2 separate regions of the Oryctolagus cuniculus genome follow, and region 2 is linked to region 1. The links are chromatin contacts, called in public Hi-C maps. All regions are on one chromosome and are shown on one strand. Each heading gives the region's core, a stretch centred on a gene start, on an enhancer-like site or on the middle of the called end of the contact. The rest is flanking DNA. Distances are from core to core; before and after follow the strand shown. Region 1 has its middle 15 kb from the start of HSPB3. Region 2 has its middle 87 kb from the start of ESM1.

Region 1 (6,996 bases), core at 1,975-4,474:
TATCTTCTGGTTGCATGGTCAGCTGCATTCAATGTGGCAGAGTATGACCAAGAGCGTGAACACAGGAAGTGGATCCTTGGGTGCCATCGTGGTGGCTCACGACTACACTAATCAAAGGAAATTGAGATGGATTCAAACAGAGCTGAAGGAGGCGGGCTGTGGTGGTGCAACTGTGGGCTCCTGGTTGTCAAGCAGAAGAGGATAGGGGACTGGCGCTGTGGTGTAGTGGGTAAAGCCACCGCCTGCAGTGCCTGCGTCCCATATGGACACTGGTTCAAGACCTGGCTGCTCCACTTCCGATCCAGCTCTCCGCTATGGCCTGGGAAAGCAGTAGAAGATGGCCCAAGTCCTTGGGCCCCTGCATCCACGTGGGAGACCTAGAGGAAGCTCCTGGCTCCTGGCTTTGGATCAGTGCAGCTCCGGCCATTGTGGCCATCTGGGGAATGAACCAGTGGATGAAAGCCCTCTCTCTCTCTGTGTCTCTCTCTCTGTCTCTGTCTCTCTCCTTCTCTCTCTGTGAAAATCTGACTTTCAAATAAATAAATAAATCTTTAAAAAAAAAAAAAAAAGAGGATAAATGTGGAGATGTCTATGGAGAGCTCAGGTTCCAGACAACTCCCACATACACTTCTCAGGAGGATTCTGGATGAAAAGCTTGGAACTGGGCCTTTTTAGGAAATACAAAGATATATTTAAAAAATCTGAAATCTATACATATAAGAGGTCTTCAAAAGTTCATGTAGAGAATGATGCTGGATTTCAAAACATTTTTGCAGCAAAATAAACTCACCTTCTCATTCCATTTTTCCACAAACTTTTTGAAGTATTTTTCTATGTTCTTCGTTATTCCTGCTGATGTTGTGGATCGTCTCCATTCTTCCTTGCTAGACCATGGCTTTAGTGCGTGTGTGACTCTTCTTCCTCCTTTTAAACTGCACCTAGTTTTCAAAACGCCCCATTCTTTAAAAAAGTGGCATGTTTTCTTATTTTCCCACTGCTGCAGAAACTGGTTGAAAGACTTCTCTACTATCTGGATGCTACCTTTCTGTACCAAAAAGCAACACTGTCCAAGTGAAGTGAACTTCATTCTCATCTTTTCCATTAATTGTCTCCCTCACTAATCTGATCTTTTTTTTAAAAAATATTTATTTATTTGAAAGAGAAGCAGAGAGAGAGAGAGAGAGAGCGAGATCTTCCATTTGCTGGTTCATTCCCCAAATGGCCACAACGACCAGGGCCAGGCCAGGACAAAGCCAACAATAGCCAGGAGCTTCTTCCAGGTCTCCCACGTGGGTGCAGGGGCCCAAGCACTTGGGCCATCTTCTACTGTCTTCCCAGGTGGACCGGCAGGGAGCTGGAGTGAAAGTAGAGCAGTCATGCTCCATCTGGTGCCCACATGGGATGCTGGTGCTAGAGGTGGCAGCTTAACCCACTATGCCACAGCACCATGCCTAATCTGAGCTTTTTAAAGAGATTAATCTTTCGGGGCAAGCATTTGATTCAGTGGTAAGATGTTGCTTAGGACGACTGCCTCCAATATCAGAGTGCCTGGTTCAAGTCTGAACTCTGCTTCTCACCCAGCTTCCTGCTATTATGCGCATAATGGCACAAGTACTTGGGTCCCTGCCACCAGTGTGAAAGACCTGGATTGAATTTCTGGCTCCCATCTTTGGCCTGTCCCAGCACTAGCTGTTGTATACATTTGGATGGGAACTCACCCCCCTCTCTCTGAGTGAAGGGAAAACAAATTCAAATTTTAAAAAGCAAGATGATTTTTTCATCTTTGTATCACCGAGGCTTTTCCCAGACCTGGTATATAGTATGTCCTCAATAAATGTATAACGTTATAATATATTTGAATATTGAGAATCACCAAACATATGTATTCCCTCTATCCCTTCTGCTGCCTACACACAGAACCAGTGAAACAATTCCTTAAAATAGCTTATTTTTAATGACCTCAAAGTTACACCTTTATACTCATTCTTTTCTTTTTTTCTCTTTGGTTATCTTTATTAGTGGCTAATGCCCTTCTTTCCCATACTATAAGAAGATTACTTCAATTAGTGTTAACCGTCTCCTTCCTCGTGCCCCTTCCCCCACTCTCTTGTGGGAATTTTCTTGGTGTTTTTCCATCCCTTTCAGATTTAATGGTGTAGATGGTAGGTGAATTGGGGTTGCAGATTGGTGGAGTTATATAACGGGCACACTTAGGATGATGGTTTTGTGGCCTTACTGCTCCCACCCTTTTTTAAAGAAGGTGTCAAAGATCTATGAGATCTTAGATTTTAGTTGCTGTTTGCCTTCAAGTGGTAGAGATGAGCTGGCCAAGCAGTCTCCTCCAGAATTTCCAGCAAGTCCAGGAAGATAGCACAGGACTTCAAGGGCCCCAAGAGCCTTCTGCCCCAAGATATGCCCCCAGTAGCTTGTGTTGGTGTCTGAAGTCTCTGTATTTGGGAGTATTCTCTCAGGTTGTAGGCTCATTGGGATCTTGAGCCCTAAATAAATTCCTCAAACTTGTTTGCCTCTAGGCACAGATGCTTCTTGACTTATGATGGGATATCATCTGGATAAACCTATTGTAAGTTGGAAATATCACATGTTGAAAATGCATCGAATACACTCAGCCTCTCAAATATGGTAGCTTCACCACACAGCATGCTGGACTATCTGTGGCTTTCCCTTTTGATCCCAGGGATGATGGGAGCTCTGGCTCACTGTCCAGTGTCCCCAGAGAGTCATGTACCATGTATGGGCAATACAGGAAAGTATCTAAATCCAAAACTGGAAATACGGTTTCTACTGAATGTGCATGGCTTTCACACTATCATTAAGCTGGAAAATCATAAGTCAGGGGCCTAGTGTATTTGCTTTATTACAGCCAACAGAAACCTACTCAGAATAGCTTTAGAAATACACAGAATTGTATCCAAATGATGCAAGTGTTATTTCCCAAGACAAGGACAGATAATGGCTTGGAAACTGATTCTTGGAAATTTTTGTTTGTTTCTGAGAATTCCTAATTCTGAGGCAACTATTCTCTCTGAGGCTGTGTGATCCCTTGCTTCTGCTATTCCTAGCTGGGAGTAGCCCTTGGCCCTCTCATGGCAGGAAATGGTCACTTCGACTCCATGAACCCCTCAACTGAAGGATTGACAAGGACCTAACGTCTCAGAGACCCAGTTCCAAATCCCCTAGGGAACTGGATTGCCTCAGTTCTGGTTAGGAGTCCACTCACCTGGCTTGGGGAGCAGGCTCCCACCCAAGCCACAGTGCCATGGGAGCAGGCTTTCAGAGCAGGTGACATGCAAAGCAGATCTTCCAAGTCTGTGGGGAAACAGCAGAAACAATGAGACTCTCCCCCTTCAATATCCCAGGAGCAAATACCTTTCCCCACATTAACTCCTTGTGTCTGACTAACTACGGGGTCCTCAGATAAAAAATGTGTATTTGAAGCCCCTGCCCCCTTGCCAACCTTCAGTGCTGGAGACTGAGACCGCCCTGGATGGTACTGCAAAATAGACAGAGAGGTCATTGGCTGGGAAACAGCTGCACAAGGAAGAAAACAATGTTTTAGAGAACACTTCTGGCCAGCTGTTTGTAATCAATGTAATAGCCACATGGAGTTTTTTTTCTCTATTTCATTTTTGCTTTTGACCCGACAGGGACTTTATGTATTAGTTCATTTCCTTGTGCTGTCTTCCAGCTGAGAACTGAAGTTCAGCTTGGTCAGGTGATGCACCTGGGGTTACAAAGCCCATTAACATCCCCGACTTCTATCTCCACCCCTGATTCTGTTGGTTCTGCCCTCTATCCCTCCCCCACTCTCTCCAACTCTACATTTCTTCCATCTGATAACCTTATCTGATCTTGCAGTTAAAGTATGCTGTGGAAAAAATAACTCAGAAACCCCGAGAACCCTTTGTGAACAAGCTGTGGTAAGGATTTCCTTGGAATTTCCCTTCAGCTTCTCAAGCTTGGTAGCTCAGCATTAGAAAGTCATGTTAATACCACTGAAGGGCTTAGAAACAAACTGTGGAAAAAGAATAAAAATCATGTGATAGTAGTTGATAAAGACAGCTCTAATGTGATAGGGAAGTGTGTACATTCCTCCCCAGGATCTGGCTTGATCTGAACCTTTTCTGTGCAGAATTCACAGCTCATTAAGTTAGCCAGTAACATCTAGCATCAACCAAGGCCATGATTAATGTTTAAAGAAACTTGGGCAATGCTAAATGCTACTGTTTTATTTAGTTGATTATTTTTAATTTTTGTTCTATTTGAAAGGCTGAATGACAGAAACAGAATCTTCCATCTGACTGTTCACTCCCCAAAAACCCACAATAACTAAGGCTAGACAAAGCCAAAGCCAGGATCCAAGAACTCAATCCAAGTCTCTCACATGGGCGGTGGAGACACAACTACTTGGGCCATCACATGCTGCCTCCCAGAGTGTGCACTAGCAGGAACTGGAATTGGAAATAGAACTGGGACTTGCACACAGATACTGAGACAAGGGATATGGGGGACCAAGAGGTGTTGTAGCTACCGGGTCAAGTGCCTATCCTCCTATTATTATTTTTTTTTAAAGTCACAACTGTGTTGAAATGGGTCAGTCTTGGGGCTGGTGTGTGGCAAGCAGGTAAAGCCACCACCTGCAATGCTGGCATCCTATATGGGCACCAGTTCTACTCCTGGCTGTTCCATTTCCAATCCAGTTCCCTGCTTATGTGCCTGGGAAAGCAGTGGAAGATGGTCCAAATTTTGGGGTCCTACAACCACGTGGGAGAACCAAAAGCTCCTGGCTCCTGGCTTTGGCCTGGCCCAGCCGCAGCCATTGCGGCTGTCTGGGGAGTGAGCCAGCAGATGGAAGACCCCTCTATCTCTGTATAACTCTTTCAAATAAATAAAATAAATCATTTTAAAACAGAAAAAGAAAAGAAGAAATGAGTGTCTTTTCTCCAAAGAGCTTTTACCCCCTGGGTAGATTACAAATAATAATAATAGTTGATGTTAACAGATACTGTATGCCAGATTCCCTAATCCTAAAAGTAACCCAACAGGTAGACATATTTTTCCCATTTTAGTGAGAGCAGACCTCTCTCTCACTCTCTTCCTATCTCTATATCTCTCTCTAGCTCTTTCAAATAAATAGATGAATCTTTTCCTAAAAATTAAGTCAAAAGCCAAGAGGTCTAAGAACTGTTTGTTCAGGATTTCAGTCACTGTTACTCATGAACCAGCCTTCATCTGGAAATTCCAGTCTCTCCCACCAGAGGGCAGTTATCACATCTGAAAAAGGAATTGGCTGCTGGATTCACTTCATTCCTCCACATTTCCACATTGTTTTACAGCTCTGTACAGACTCTGAGAAATTACTATGTCATTGCTTCCCCCCTCCCCAGCAACTTAAAGAAGTCTATGATGACTTAGAAATCATTTCCCAAGATGGGAGTGTTAAACTGGGCCAACAACAAACGCTTGTATTGCTCCTACTTTGGGAGTAGAAACCCAGAGTGAAACACTGAATGACAGAGTCCAAAAGCATCCTTTTGGGGCTGTCACTGTGGCGTAGTCGGTTAAGCCTCTACCTGCCATGTCAGCATCCATATAAGCACCGGTTCCAGTCCCAACTGTTCCACTTCCTACCCAGCTCCCTGATGATGCACCTGGGAAAGTAGCAGAAGATGACTGCTGTCACCTTCATGGGAGACCCAGATGGAATTCCAGACTCCTGGCTTCAGCCTGGCCCAGCTCTGACCATTGCAGCTATTTGGGGGATGAACCAGCAAATGGAACATCCATCCCTCTCTCTCTCTCCCTCTGTCTCTGACTCTTCCTTTCAAATAAAAACGTTGTTTCTTTCCTAAAAAAAAAATAAGCGTCCAAACTTCATCTACTACTTTTTTCCCAACAAAACCTTTTATTTAATGAATGTAAATTTCATAAATACAACTTTAGGAACATAGTTATTCTTTCCACCATACCCACCCTCCCACCCCCACTCCCACCCCACACCCCCACTCCCACCCCACCACCTCCTCCCTCTCCCCTTCCCAGTCCCATTCTCCATTAAGATTCATTTTCAATTAACTTCTTTCTTTCTTTCTTTCTTTCTTTCTTTCTTTCTTTCTTTCTTTCTTTCTTTCTTTCTTTCTTTCTTTCTTTCTCTCTCTCTCTCTCTCTCTCTCTCTTTCTTTCTCTTTCTTTCTTTCTTTCTTTCTTTCTTTCTTTCTTTCTTTCTTTCTTTCTTTCTTTCTTTCTTTCTTTCTTTCTTTCTTTCTTTCTTTCTTTTTGACAGGCCGAGTGGACAGTGAGAGAGAGAGAGACAGAGAGAAAAGTCTTCCTTTGCCCTTGGTTCACCCCCCAATGGCCGCCGTGGCTGGCGCGCTGCAGCCTGCACACCGCGTTGATCCGAAGCCAGGAGCCAGGTGCTTCTCCTGGTCTCCCATGCGGGTGCAGGGCCCAAGGACTTGGGCCATCCTCCACTGCACTCTTGGGCCACAGCAGAGAGCTGGCCTGGGAGAGGAGCAACCGGGACAGAATCCGACACCCTGACTGGGACTAGAATCCTGGGTGCCGGCACTGCAGGCAGAGGATTAGCCTATTGAGCCTCGGCGCCGGCCAATTTTCAATTATCTTTGTACACAGAAGACCAACTCTATACTAAAAGATTTCAACAATTTACACACACACACAAACTGTTTGATAACAAGTTTTACAGTTAACTCTCATAATACAACTCATTAAGGATGAAGGTCCTACATGGGAAGTTAGTGCACAATGACTCCTGTTAATTTAACAATTAACAGTCTTATTTATGATGTCAGTGACCACCTGGGACTCTTGATATGAGCTGCCTAGGCTATGGAAGCCTTTTGAATCCACAATCTCCTTTGCCCATTTCTTAACTGGGCTGTTTGTTTTGTTGTTGTTGAGTTCCTTGATCTCTTTGTATATTCTGAATATTATTCCTTTATCAGTTGCATAGTTTGC
Region 2 (6,996 bases), core at 2,309-4,808, 430 kb after region 1:
TAGGATGCTGGCCATGGGTTTGTCATAAATTGCCTTGCTCATGTTGAGGAATGTTCCTTCTTTACCCAATTTGCTTAGAGTTTCCATCATGAAAGGATATTGTATTTTATCAAATGCTTTCTCTGCATCTATTGAGATAATCATATGATTTTTGTTCTTCAGTTTGTTAATGTGATTTATCTCATTGATTGATTTGCCAATGTTTAACCATCCCTGCATACCAAAAAAAAAAAAAAAAAATCCCCCTTGGTCCAGGTGAATGATCTTTCTGATGTGTTGTTAGATTCAATTGGCTAGAATTTTGTTGAGGATTTTTGTGTCTATGTTCATCAGGGAAATTGGTCTGTAGTTCTCTTTTTTCTATTGTATCTTGTTCAGGTTTAGGAATTAAGGTGATGCTGGCTTCATAGAAAGAATTTGGGAGGATTCTGTACCTTTCAGTTGTTTTGAATAACTTGAGAAGAATTGGAGTTAGTTCTTCTTTAAATATCTGATAGAATTCAGCAGTGAAGACATCCAGTCCTGGGCTTTTCTTTGTTAGGAGGGTCTCTATTACTGATTTAATTTCTGATTTGCATATGGGTCTGTTCAGGTTTTCTGTGTCTTCATGGTTCAATTTAGGTAGGTTGTATGTGTCCAGTATCTATCCATTTCTTCTGAGTTTCCCAGGTTGTTGGCATACAGCCATGTAACTTCTGATAGTTCTTTTTATTTCTGTAGTGTCTATTGTTACATTTCCTTTTTAATCTCTAATTTTATTAATTTAGGTCTCCTTGTTTTGGTTAATTGGGCCAATGGTGTGTCAATTTTGTTCATTTTGTATTTTTTGTTTCAATTTTGTTGATTTCTTCTCTAATTTTAATTATTTCCTTTCTCCCACTAGTCTTGGATTTGGTTTGCTGTTGTTTTTCTAGATCCTTGAGATGCATTGATAGCTCATTTATTTGGTGCCTTTCCAATTTCTTGATGTAGGCACTTTTTGCTATACTTTCCTCTTAACACTGCTTTTACTATATCTCACAAATTTTGGTATGTTTTATTGTCCTCTGCATTTGTTTCCAGAAATTTTTTTATTTCTCTTTTGATTCCTTGAATGACCCACTGTTCATTCAGGAGCACGTTGTCCAGTCTCCACGTGTTTGCACTTGCAATATGTTTTAGAGATTCCTGAGTTGCCGATTTCTAGCTTAATTCCGCTGTGGTCAGAAAAGATCCATGGTATGATTTTGATTTTTTTTGAATTTGCTGAGACTTGCTTTATGGCCTAGCAAGTGGTCAATCCTAGTGAAAGTTCCATGCACTGGTAAGAAGAATGTGTATTCTGCAACTGTAGGATGAAAAGTTCTATAGATATCTGTTAGGTCCATTTGGTCTATAGTGTCGATTAACTCTGCTGTTCCCTTGCTGATTTTATGTCTGGTTGATCTATCCATTGCTGAAAGTTGGGTATTGAAATCTCCCGTTACTATTGTATTGTAGTCTATTTCTCCCTTCAGATCCATTAACATTTCTTTTAATAGTTAGGTGCCCTGTAATTAGCTGCATATATATTTATAATAGTTTTATCTTCCTATTGAATTGATCCCTTAATCATTATGTAGTGCCCTTCTTTGTCTCTTTTAACAGTTTTTGTGTTAAAGTCTATTTTGTCTGATATTAGGTGGCCATATCAGCTCTTTTTTGGTTGCTGTTAGCATGGAATATCTTTTTCCATCCTTTCATTTTCAGTCTGCATGCATCTTTGTTGGTGATATGTGGTTTTTTTGTAGACAGAAAATAGATGGGTTTTGTTGTGTAGTTCAGCCAGCCAGTCTGATCTTTTAACTGGAGAGTTAAGGCCATTTCCACTCACTGTAACTATTGATAAGTAACAATTTGGCCCTGGAATTTTTCCATAAATATTCCTATTGTTTACTTTGGATTTCCTTTGCACTTTTACTGGGAGATTTCTTCCTTTACCTTCTTTTGTAGTGGTGACCATGTTTCTGTGTTTCTGTGTGCATCATAACCTTAAGCATCTTTTGTAGGGCTGTATTATTGTGACAAATTCTTTCAATTTCTGTTTGTTATGAAAGTTCTTTATTTCACCTTAATTCATAAATGAGAGCTTTGAAGGGTATAATACTCTAGTTTGACAGTTCTTTTAAGACTTTCTTGACAATCTCTCCCAACCTATAGGCTTTCTTATGAGAAGTCCACTGTGAGTGTATTTGGAGATCCTCTGAATGCAATCTGGTATTTCTCTCATGCACATTTTAGAATATTTTCTTTATATTTTACTGTGGAGAGTTTGATTACAATTTGTCACAGTGAAGATATTTTCTCATTATCTCTATTAGGAGTTCTATGTGCTTCCTGTACTTGGATGTCCCTTTCTCCATATTGGGGAAATTTTCTGTTATTATTTCACTTAAAAGGCCTTCTAATCTGTTCTCTCTTTCCACACCTTTAGGAATTCCTAGAACCTGTATATTGAGTTGTTTGATAGTATCCTGTAGATTCCCAACAGTGTTTTTTTGTTTTCTAATTTCTTCTTGTTGTGTTTGGTCTGACTGTATAATTTCCTGTGTTTTGTCATCTAAGTTGGATATTCTTTTTACTGTTTCACTGATTCTGTTGTTAAGGCTTTCCACTGAATTTTTATTTGTTCTATTGAATCCTTCATTTCCAAGATTTCATTTTTATTTCTCTTTAATATCTCAATTTCATGAAAAAAAAATTTCATTCATGTCATGTACAGATATCATTAGTTCTTGCATTTGCTTCTGATTACTTCTAAGTAATCCTATGATCAATTTTTTGAATTCCATTTCTGGGATTTCTTCAGTCTCATAATCTTCACAATCTAGTATTGAGGGATTGTATTCTTTTGGGGGAATGATTTTGTCTTCTTTATTCTTGTATCTTGAGTTAGTGTGTTTGTTATTCAGTTTTTGTAGAGATACTCATGGTTTCTTCTTCTTTTTTTTTTTTTGTGGCTTTTATATTTTCATTATGCCTGTGCAGATTAGTGGAGTTTCTGCTTTCAGTGAATACCTAGAGACATATGGTGGGTGTAGCCAGGGAGCTCTGTTCAGTTCTCCAGGGTGAAGGGCATGTCTTAGATGACACACCCAGGTCTGACGTGGTAAATCTCTCTCTCTCTCTCTCTCTCTCTCTCTCTCTCTTTTATCAGAAGGGAGGTTTGCTCTTTTCTGTTGGCATAGACTCTGCTGAGCTCCTCTCCTCAAAGGAGACCAGTGCCTGGGTGCTAGCCCCAGTCTGTACATTATTCATCTGCTCTGCCACAAAGACCACACAAAGGATCTATGCAGTCCTCAGTGTAAGCTCAGATTCCCCAGCAATGTCCCTCACCAGGTAACCAGGAAGTCCTGAGCACGTGGAGTCTCCCACAGAGACTGCCCAAAGTCCCAGCCACACTCTGAGTCCTCCCATGTAGCCTCAAGGTTTTCAGTCCTGGCGCACAAACCTCTCACAGTCACGAGCACCCAGCCCCCTGTCTGTTCTCTCTGCCAGACTCAGAAGACTACTTGGCTGGTTGCTAGGCACAGATACGAGCTGGCGCAGCTGTTATGTATATCTAAAATGGGTGCCTGCTCTCTATCAGCTTGTTTCAGGATGCCACTGTAGGGTGATCGGGGAGAGAGAAATGTGCCCTCCCTTCATTTTTTCTCCTCTAGTTTGGCAGATACACTATCCCCCATGGGGTTCCAAGGCTGATTCCCTCTAGGCTCTTCCTGAAGCCTATTCACCAGTGGCTGCGGCTGCTGCAGTCTGGTCTCACCTCATTCTCCAATGCTGGTGCAGAGCAGCCAGTATCTTCATCCCATTCTTCCACATTGGTGCAGGAGACCAGGTACCTGGGCGATCTTCTGCTGCTTTCCTAGGAGCCTTTGCAGGGAGCTCAATTAGAAGTGGATCACCTGTAATTTGAACGGGTACCCATTTATGATGCCAGCATCTCAGGAAGTGGCTTAACCCACTACATTTACCACAACACAAGGCTGCAAGATGTTTCTCTATAGTATCTGGTCAGGAATCCACCCACAAAAGCATTTCCCTCTCATATCATCATCTTGACTGGCACTGTTCTGCTCCAACCAAGCAACAGGAGTAACTCTATTGGCCTCAACATTATTCACTCAGAAAGGAAGCTTTAGAGAGCAGAGAAAAAATATTGTGATACAAATTCATTCAACAAATATTCATTGAACTCTTCCAAATGCAAATTGTACACAGAAGATGCTATCGTGTGTGGAGAGATCAGCTACAGCCCCTGCTTTCAAGGAAGTACAATATAAAGAGGAGTATTGGACATGCAAAGAAGTGATTTTTAATAAAGGATAATTGTAAATTGAGTCAATCCTCTAGGCCCCAAATTCTCCTGTCTGGATGTGTCCACCCCATTAACCATTCAAGATGTGCCCAGCTGGAGCAGTGATGTCAGATTTGTGAGACCCCTTACCCTCTGATACCACCTGACTGGCCAAAATGGATACTTGATATAAGGGGCATTACCTTAGGGACTGAAACTGTCAGATATGATCCCTTCTCTAAAATTTCTACCACAAAACAAAGAATGCCATGTTTTGGCTGCAGTCACAGGACCAATGGGTCATGTGGAGATGGCACCTTTGCAAGCACCAGCAAAATCCTGTGTCTACCCTAGTGAAGGAATGGGTACCACAGTCCATAGAGAAAGGTGCTGGCCTCTGTCTCAGCCTTTACTGAGAGTATATTGGCAAAGAAAAACCAATTACAAGAGATAGAGCCACAGACAGTGAGTAGCTGCCTATTGGCTGTCTTTTCCCCCTGGAGACTTGATGTACTTCATGAATTTGGCTTCTGTTAGGATTCATCTGGGTTCTTTCAACCAATCTGCACTTTTCTAGAGTTCACATGTAACTCTAGCTTTGCAGATTCAGATGTGTACAAACGAGAACATTCTATTTTTCCAAAACTCGATTAGATTTGTGTTGACCTCCCAACCTGCTGTGGCTACAGAACTACATTTCAGTCCATTGAGCTTCTCCCCTCTTCAAGGGCCTCCAAGTTGTGTTAGAGTTCCATGGATCTTGTATGGTGCCAGGACATTGGAGGGGGTTGGAGAAGAAGAGTGGCCATTTGCTGCACAGCTCTCATCACCCATGAGTGTTGTGCATGCGGGCTGCAGCACACGGCCTCATTCCCATTGGAATGGCTCCATCTAGTGTCATTTCCTTTTCATTTCTTCCAAGCCACTTCGCTGTTGAGTCACACCTGGTATAGGAACTCTCTGTGAGGAACCCTGGATATCAACACACATTACACACACATTATCTGTCTTGGGGTCTCACTGTCTTCCTGGGGCCTATAAATCCAGATGTGGGGAGTCAGACTGCTTCCATGGAACTCACACTGTCTTTGGGGCCCACCAATGTCATTGCTGTCACTGCCTTGTCCTGGATATCCTGTCCTCCAACCCAGGAAGTCCTCATCCTCTCAGCCTGCTGAGTGGTGAAGAGAGGGAACAATGAATAATAAAGATGGAGTCTTAACCACTCTGCAGAACAGAATACGAAATCTTGAGTTTGATTATTACAAATAAAGTTATGATTCATGCATATATGAGTTGTTGACTGGGACTTGTATTTGCCACATTAAGGGGTCTGTCCAAGAATCCTAAGAATTCCCATGAAATCAATCCTACTCTCAAACTGGTTAACCAATGTTTGAGTTTGAGCCAATTTCCTTGAGGCAATGGCTATTTCCTTGGTATTGATGTGTGAGAATGGGGGTCTCCCAGAATTCACTGCTTGTTTCAGAAATACTAGGCTTTGAAGAGTACTTTGGGATACTTTGACTGTCCTGAGAAGTCAATAGAAGGAAAAAAGGGAGTGAGGGGTATATGTGTGGTACACAAAGCTTTCTTAGAGTTCCCTGGAAAGATTAAATTCTCTGGGTTCTAGGGGAGCTGCCTAAGGCAGGACAGGGATTTACTGAGGGCCTCTATCAAGGATCCTGAATTTCTCAAAGAACAGGCCCTCTTCCTGCAGAAAGCAGAACAATTCCAGCTGAGCCAACTACAAGCCCCTTATCACTCATCAGAACCCACGCAGCCCCTTCATGTGACATACACTCAAAGCCTGGATCACATGCGGGAGTCTCCACACTGGAAGGAAAGCTCTGCCCAGCCTCAGGGGGAGTCCAAAGATAGCCACTCTGAGTAGGAAATGGGAAAGGTTCTCCAGGTAGGACAAGGTAAGTGTCTCTGCTCTTCCTCAACTTGTAGGAAGATAAATGCTTTATAAGAGGTTCTTCCCCCAAAGAGAACCCAGAGCTAATAAGGTGGGAGCTGAGGCATATTTGGCAGAGGAATAGGTAACTTGAGAAACTAGAGGAGGCCAAGAGTGAGGCAGGTCTGACTCATTCAGTTCCTTTGTCCCCTCTGAGGCCAGAAAGCCCCCAAAGGTCAAGTTTAAGTACTAACTGCAAGCAGGAGCAGTAGCTAATAGCTCCATTACTTGGGAAGGCAGCGTTTTGTGAAGGCTCTGCAGCCCCTGCTCATGTGAGTGGTGAGAGTGTATGCCTGCCCCATGGTGGTCAGCAGAATTCTGACTTTTAACTGTCCCTGCTGCCTTTAAGCAACGTGCAATATCCCTTTCTTGAAGAATACTGTTCAAGGACATGCGAAGACCAAGCGTAAGGGAAATACCTGGGAAGAGTGTGTAGGAGGATGCAAGATTTGCTTCATTTAAAAAATACTAATTCACCACACTGGTTTGCTTGCAAGGATCAGAACCCCACTTAAAGACCCTTCATAAATGATGAGCAAACAGGAGGAGAGTAAGAGCCCTTTGTGGGGCTGGAACTGGACTTTAAAGAGTAGGTCAATGCAGAGGGTGAACGAGGGTGCAGGGGCAGGAGGACATGGTACTATCAGCCATTCTTTCTCCTTGGGAGACAGCTTCTGTCCCAGGGATCGCACGACAAGGTGGAGTTCTGTGGTTACAGGGA

What was found. Hi-C and Micro-C count contacts between places; a contact is called where the count stands out from the background.
Region 2: a Hi-C map of embryonic fibroblasts shows a contact between it and region 1, with 5 times the contacts expected there. The contact joins two enhancer-like sites. A contact is called at or near these places in 2 of 6 Hi-C or Micro-C datasets (embryonic fibroblasts and skin fibroblasts).

Annotation. Positions count from the first base shown.
Region 1 is chr14:75,222,712-75,229,707 of mOryCun1.1, forward strand. No RefSeq gene overlaps it. Among named protein-coding and RNA genes, the nearest start is that of HSPB3, 15 kb to the right of the region's middle. Within about 2 kb of position 3,225, at least 2 of the 8 cell types and tissues checked have an H3K27ac peak or open chromatin away from gene starts, as enhancers often do.
Region 2 is chr14:75,654,558-75,661,553 of mOryCun1.1, forward strand. No RefSeq gene overlaps it. Among named protein-coding and RNA genes, the nearest start is that of ESM1, 87 kb to the right of the region's middle. Within about 2 kb of position 3,559, at least 1 of the 8 cell types and tissues checked has an H3K27ac peak or open chromatin away from gene starts, as enhancers often do.